Linked DNA regions of Mus musculus: region 1 is linked to region 2. A link is a contact called in public promoter capture Hi-C data. All regions are on one chromosome and are shown on one strand. Each heading gives the region's core, a stretch centred on a gene start, on an enhancer-like site or on the middle of the called end of the contact. The rest is flanking DNA. Distances are from core to core; before and after follow the strand shown.

Region 1 (3,467 bases), core at 455-2,954, 140 kb after region 2:
CTTCACTTTGCTGTGTGTGACGAAAACCCTCACATCTTCTCCAGGTTGTGACATAGTGGTAGCGTGGTTGCCTGCAACATCCATCATATGTTGTGTATAGATAACTAGTCCAAGAAACAAAATCCAGCAGAGTGGACAGATACAGGTCCTCACGAGGCCCCAGCCTTGGATGTAGTGACTGGTTCTAACTTCACTCCCACATAGTCTGGGTTCTCAGTGAATCAAGTGGTTTGCTTCAGCAAAAAGGAAAAAATAAAATTATTTTTTTAAAAAAAGGTGACCAACCACTTTAAACACATGGGGATAAAGATGACCTTAGCAATAAAGGAATAAGTGCTATTTTCTACTCATTAGATTTTTTTGTGCATGTACATGTATGTGTAGTGTGTGTATGAATGTGTGTTTGTACATGTGTATGTATGTGTGCGTGTAGAGGCCAGAGGTCAGTATTGAGCCTTTTCCTCCATTGCTGTACACCTTATTTCATCATACAACTTTTATTAAAATGAAAGATCATTGTGCCTAATACTGTTGAGTTATTAAACACATTCAATACACACATGTCAAGAATCAGCTAGAATCTTCACTATCCTATAGAAAAGTGCCAGGCCTTGACTCAAACAACCATCTTTTTTTTTTTTTTTTTTTTTTTTTTTTTTTTTTTTTTTGAGACAGGGTTTCTCTGTGTAGCCCTGGCTGTCCTGGAACTCACTTTGTAGACCAGGCTGACCTTGAACTCAGAAATCTGCCTGCCTCTGCCTCCTGAGTACTGGGATCAAAGGCGTGTGCCACCACGCCCGGCTAACCATCTTATTTTTAAAGATAGAGTCTCCCACTAAGCCTGGAGTTCCGCAGGGAGGCATCTCTCTCCAGCACCACTGCCTTCCAGTGCTGGGTGCAGCCATGTGTCACCCTGCCTGACTTTACATGGGGCTGGGAGTCCACATGCAGGTCCTCATCCTTACACTCTTGCTACTTGACCCAGTGAGCCATATCCCTGCTCCCTCATTAGAGTTTTAAAGTGCCATTCACACCCACTGGCTAAGCTGATGGTTCACAGATGTGCCAGCACCCATTGCTGACACTGCTGCTCCAGAGCAGGGTTCGGTCTATGGCCTAGGTGAATGTCAGTGACCACTAAACACTAGTGACATCTACAACAGGAAGCCAGCTTTGCTCTGCTCTGATTTGGTTTTGCCAGAGATCTGAAAAGACCTCTCCAAGCTTCCTACAAAGAGAAAATGGAACTTGCTAGTTATGAGCTTTGGGACTTTTATTAATAAGACAGCGGGAAGGAGTTTTACAAACATCTCCCTACCCACCCTCTCTCCTACATGTGCAAACTGACCTTTCTTGAACGTAAAGTCCACTCAAATAATCATTAGGATGTCAGGCCATGGCAAACACGTCACAAGAACCTTCTGGAGACATCACATGCCAAATCCAGGGTTGGCGCTTGTGAGTGTCACTGAAGGACCGGTCCATTCCCTTACTTCTCCAGCATTCTTCCAGTAACTATAATGGATTAAGCACTTTCCTTCAAGGCAATTAGGAAAGCTCTAGGGAATAGGCCAGGGCAGTTGTTGCTATGTGATTGTCTGTTTTGCCAAGAAGTAAGGCAAACAAGTGAGCTCAGAGCACTTGGGCAGTAGAGATTGTGAAGGTGACTGCAGTCCCAGCAGCCACTGCTTTCCTCCCCCACCCCACCCAACCCCAGAACCTCTGCACTATCTGGCCAGAGCCCAGCGTTGTGAAATTACAGAATCACGTATGTGCTTAGTGCTTGCTAAACTCCTGGGAGGAGACCACACTTCTGAGTCATTGGCTCCTCTGCCTCTTGGTTTTGAGCAGCCAAGGCAATTGGAGGATTCCCCATGGCAGATGACTCCACTTTTTTCTTTGCTAGTTAATTTTAAGAAAGATTAACACAAAGATAACTTACGTAGGCAGGGTTTTGTTAGCATTTTAGGTGTTGGTTTTGTGCCAACTCCATTTTACAGATTAGGAAATTGAGGCTCTGAGGGCACAAGCAACTTACTCAAAGTTGTACAGAGCTAAGATTCAGTCTCAGAATGTCGGTTTAGGGTTTTCTTTCCTTTTTCTCCCCTACCCTCTGCTTCCCATTGTTTATATATATATATGTGATACGTGTGTCCGTGTGGTGAGGGAAGAGAATGAATGCACTGTGACAGTGTTCATGTGGTGGTCAGACGACAAACTCCTGTGCCACCCCTCGCCTTCCTCTCTGTTTGAAACAGAACTCTTTGTCATTTGTGGCTATATGCACGAGGGTTTGGTATGCCAACTTCCAAGGACCCTGATGGAGCTGCCCCCTATCTATAGGTGGGTGTTACCATGCCAAATCTTACCTGGGTTCTGAAGATTTAAACTCAAGTCTTCATGTTTGCATGGCAAGAGCTTTACCCACAGAGCCAGCTCCACAGCCCAGAGCTGGCTTTCTAAACTAATACAGGTTTTCTAAGTTGCCTTTCATCAGAATCTTACATATTGGAAGAATTAGATAGTTCCAGGTGCATATATATACATATATACATATATACATATATACATACATACATATATACATATATATATATATATATGTATGTATGTATGTATGTATGTATGTATGTATGTATGTATAAAGACAGCCAGACTTGGCATGTATGCTCAATGGTTGAGCTCTTGCCTGGCACGTGAAAAGCCCTGGGTTTGATCCCTAATAAGGCAAAATAAGTAACTATCAATAAATCACAACAAATAAAAACTGATGCCCAGCCAGGCATGGTGGTACATGCCTTTAGTCCCAGCACTCAGGAGGCAGATACAGGTGGATTTTTATGAGTTAGAGGCCAGCCTGGTCTACAGATTGAGTTCCAGGATGGCCAGGGCTTGTTAAGAGCCTGTGTCTTGAAAAATCCAAAATTAATTAATTAATAAAAAATAAGAATTGACACTGGAATCAAGAAACTTCTGTTTTATTTGCGAATCAAACTCAAGTCCATAACTGGTCATCTTCCTGTGCACACTGAAAAAACAAACTGGCTCCCCACGGTGACTTAAAAAACAAAGTGGTGGGAAGCTGGGGGGTGGGGGTTCGGGAGAAGAGAAACTGCTGCGTGTTAACACCACATGCTGTGCTCTGGTATTTGCTGATGGGCACAAGTCCTGCCATCTGAAGCGCTTTCCTAACTGTGACAATAGTCAGTGGGATTAGCCCAGTTCAATGGGTGCCTGTCCTCCCCAGCTCACAAAGGCTTTCTCTAGAGCTCCAGGATCACCTGGCAACGAGAGCCTCATCAACAAGGCTGCTACTGCAGCAACAGCATTCTGCCAAGGTCAGTGGTGCCCAGCAAAAAGAAGAAAGTCAAAGAAAAAGGCTTCTGGCCCAACAGAGGAGCCCACACTGTACTCTCTGCAGAGCCCTGTGGCTAACAGGTGTTTTTGTTTGTGATATAGGTCACAGT
Region 2 (3,614 bases), core at 892-3,391:
ACTCCCTCCATATGGTGTTCTGTTACGGCAGACAGCGAATGGGGTTGCACGGCTGGGATCCTGTAAACCTTACTTACACACTCTGAAAATTCGGGTCTCAGAAGTGTTGCTGTCATGAAATACCGTCTGTCCCTGGGCTGAATGCGAAGCTATTCGTCACTTGCTGGTTATGTACAATAGGCTGGACTTAGGCTATACGTGGCTCCCCGGCACAGATGACTGAAGTTAGGGCAGAAGGCTTGTAAGGGGTGAGTCTAACGCTTCCCACAATGCCTCCCTGCTCACTTCCCAGGTGCTGAGGCAGGAACCTGGGCCAGATAGGCAGAAAGTAGCCTAAATGACTTAATCTTTGTAGACCAGTGTGTTCAGTCCTGACTTAGAGTAACACAGCCATGAGGGTGGGCGGTACTGTACTGAGGCTGTGGACAGGATTTCTTTCCTTGTATTTATTCTTTTGGAATATTTGAAATGATTTTCTGGAAGGTGTGTGGCTTTTTGGTTGGTTGGTTGGGTTTGGTCCTGAGATGAACCCAGGGCCTCACACATGCTGGGGAGTGCTCACTGAGCTACCCAGCCAGCCCGATATCATGGGCACGTCAGAGAGCTGGGTGTCTCCACCTGACAACAGAGTTGGTTTTGTTCCCTGTATAGAAACGAGAAGTTAACACTGTTCTGGCTGACGTCATCAAGCACATGACTCCGGATCGAGCATTTGAGGACTCTTACCCCCAGGTAACGAGTTTGCACGTCCCACTGTGGGCATCTTGTTCTGTGAATGAAGCACTCTTGGACTGGTCAGACGTACATCTGGGGAGCCTGTGTTTAATCTTGACTCTGGTACATCCTCACCCCAGGCCTCACTTTTGCCCTCTGTAGAATGGGGCTAATGTTAATCCTATCCTCAGAGTAGTTGTGAGGGTTGAGATGTGGCATAGAAATACTGAAATGATTTTGGACCCGTGGCAAATTCTGAATAAGCATCGTCAATGTCCCCAGTATATCAAATGCCTATGTTCCTAGTAAATGAACTTAAACTTTTTAAAAAGTATTAATATTATTTCCAACATTTGCTAAATAAAAGATAATAAAAGTATAATAAAAATATAAAACATAAAAATCAAATCATCACTACTTAACCAAGCAGCCACTGCCTACCTCAGCCTGTTAGTAAATTCAAGGCCAGCCTGGGCTTCATGAGATCCTGTCTCAAAACAAGCAAACTGTGTGTGTGTGTGTGTCCATTCCAAGAGGGGGAGGGGTCACACTATATTATAATTCTGTCACACTAGAAAGAACTTAGAAAAGATGCCCAGAGTGCTGGGCATGTAGCTCAGTAGATAAACTTAAGACACTATGGAAAAATTGGTCAGAGAGCACGAACAGGCAATCAGGGTTCTCTGATAAAAGCATCGTCTTCAGGCAGGCAGCTGGACAGTCACGCTGCCGGCCGGCTGGCCAGAGGAGGGTCACCCAGCTCATCCTGGAGACTGGAGTGAGTCAGCCTGCCTTTGGAGAGGAAAGAGCAGAGGAAAAGCAGACACGGATGCAGGAGAGAAACAGGCTCCAGTTCCCCTGTCTGGGATGCAAGCCCTCCGGGTGATGGCATTCCCCTTTGTTCCTGGGCCTCCTGGTAAATTGTCACTTTACTACTGTGACTTTTTTTTTTAAAGCCACCAGACACAGTGAATGTTTTGTATGTTCAGTTCAGTACATATATTTTTGTGGTAAATCTTTATGCTCCTACATGCCATTTTGAGATAATAAATTATCAAATAACCAAAAAAATAATAGATGTATGTAAGTGGGCTGTTCATGGCAGTGCTCTTTGCTGAAGCGAGCATCACGTTAGAAAAAGGGGAACTCCAATGGCCCCGAGAGAAGTGGCTTACCACTAGGATGAAGACATAGAGTAAGCCTGGAGCTATTTTAGAAACATGTACGCCATGTGCATTTATTTTGTGTATGGTGTGGGTACCTGTGCAGGTCAGAGGACAGTTTGTGGAAGCTCTCTCCTTCCACCCTGTGGGTCCTGGGAATCAAAGTTGAGTTGTGAGGCTTGGTGGCAAGCTGTTTTACCTACTGAGCCTTCTCGATGGCTAGCAGTTTTTGTTTTGGTTTTGTTTTTTACTGTGTGCCAGAAAATAAGGAAGTGGTCAGACATTCATGGGGGTGTGAGATAAAGTAGAACAGATAAAGAAGGTCTCCTGGGCTCCCAGTCTGAACGGCAAAAGGAACTGGGGGAGAGCTGAGGAGTAGCTCCCCAAGTTAGAATACTTGGTTTGCAAGAACCTGAGTTCAAATCCCCAGCACCCATGATTAAAGCCCTCTCCCAGTTGTGCTATCCAGGAAACCAAGACTTCAATACAAGGACCTTCGAGAGACACCTATTCAAACCATAGCATATACGTTGGTCAAATTTGTAAAATTTGGTGAATTTGGGTAAAGAATGTGCAAGAGCTCTTAGTGTAATACTTTTGGCTTTCCTGTAAAGTTGAAATTATTACAAAACAAAAAATATGCACACTGTGTTTGTAAGTCACACCATTATGGGTGTTTGGGTGAGGGATACAGCCAGAGAAGACACATATTCCTTTTGTAGAACCCACTGAGGAGCAGATGGGTGCTGGACAATGCCTTCTGTTTACTCTTTTTTTTTTTTTTTTTTTGTTTTTCGAGACAGGGTTTCTCTGTATAGCCCTGGCTGTCCTGGAACTCACTTTGTAGACCAGGCTGGCCTTGAACTCAGAAATCCTCCTGCCTCTGCCTCCCAAGAGCTGGGATTAAAGGCGTGTGCCACCACGCCCGGCTCAGCATTTTCATAATGAAAGGTCACTGGGGAAAAAAACTGTATGTTACAGTTTTAAAACTGTAACATACGCGTAGCTATGCACAAGTGTTTAAAAATGTTTTTGTTCCAAAGGGACTAGTTACCTGTGCTAGAGTAGTGTAATATAGTATAATGCTCATCACAAAGTTTTCCTTTTCTTATTGTTTTCAGATAAGGTCTCCCATGTCTTGACTGGGCTGGCCTCGAACTCACTATTTCCCTGCCAGTACCCACCTTAGTCTTTCCCTCAACTCTCCTGGCCAGCTGCTTCCGTTAGAAGTGAGCTTGTACACTTCTACTTTTGTGCTTGTAATCTTGAGAAGAAACGGCAACAGTTTCTAGTACAAACAAGGGGTTTGTCAAGAAATGTTCTGGGTAGCATCCAAAGGCCAGGAGTTACTTTTTATTTAGAAGCAGCATCTCCCTGGTTCTCCCAGGCCAAGCTGTTTTTGGCTGAGAGTCTGTATACCTAGATGAAGGCCGTAGCCAGGAAGCTCTGGGCATTAATGAGCCTTGGGTCAGTGGCCCTTGACTCCACTGGTTAAACTCCACCATCTTTCTCTTGCTGAAGTAATAAAGAAATGCAGGACCATGGTAGGCTATAACAGGGGATGGCAGTCTGTGGCCCATACCCACTTGTAGCCCATCACTTACTTGTTTAAATAAAGTTTTATTAGCACATAGACACTCATCTGTTCCCATGTTGATTCTAGCTGCTTTCATGCTTCACTTACAGCTTGAATAGTTGTGTGAGACTATAGATCTAAGTTGTTGTGGTCTGCTAGAC

The links. Capture Hi-C pulls out chosen DNA fragments and counts their contacts.
Region 1: a contact with region 2 is called in a promoter capture Hi-C map of adipose tissue. The contact joins two enhancer-like sites. A contact is called at or near these places in 2 of 115 datasets of contacts at active chromatin or transcription factors (embryonic stem cells and trophoblast stem cells) and 2 of 9 other capture datasets (adipose tissue and liver).

The regions. Positions count from the first base shown.
Region 1 is chr7:118,933,782-118,937,248 of GRCm38.p6, forward strand. The region is part of intron 7 of Iqck (IQ motif containing K); the gene reads left to right. Among named protein-coding and RNA genes, the nearest start is that of Gm39076, 50 kb to the right of the region's middle. Within about 2 kb of position 1,705, at least 80 of the 459 cell types and tissues checked have an H3K27ac peak or open chromatin away from gene starts, as enhancers often do. A contact at or near this core is called in adipose tissue, where this site is marked.
Region 2 is chr7:118,796,315-118,799,928 of GRCm38.p6, forward strand. It overlaps Vps35l (VPS35 endosomal protein sorting factor like), which reads left to right. Exons shown (of 31, transcript NM_027815.4): 19 at 652-732. Among named protein-coding and RNA genes, the nearest start is that of Gm26147, 34 kb to the right of the region's middle. Within about 2 kb of position 2,142, at least 110 of the 459 cell types and tissues checked have an H3K27ac peak or open chromatin away from gene starts, as enhancers often do. A contact at or near this core is called in adipose tissue, where this site is marked.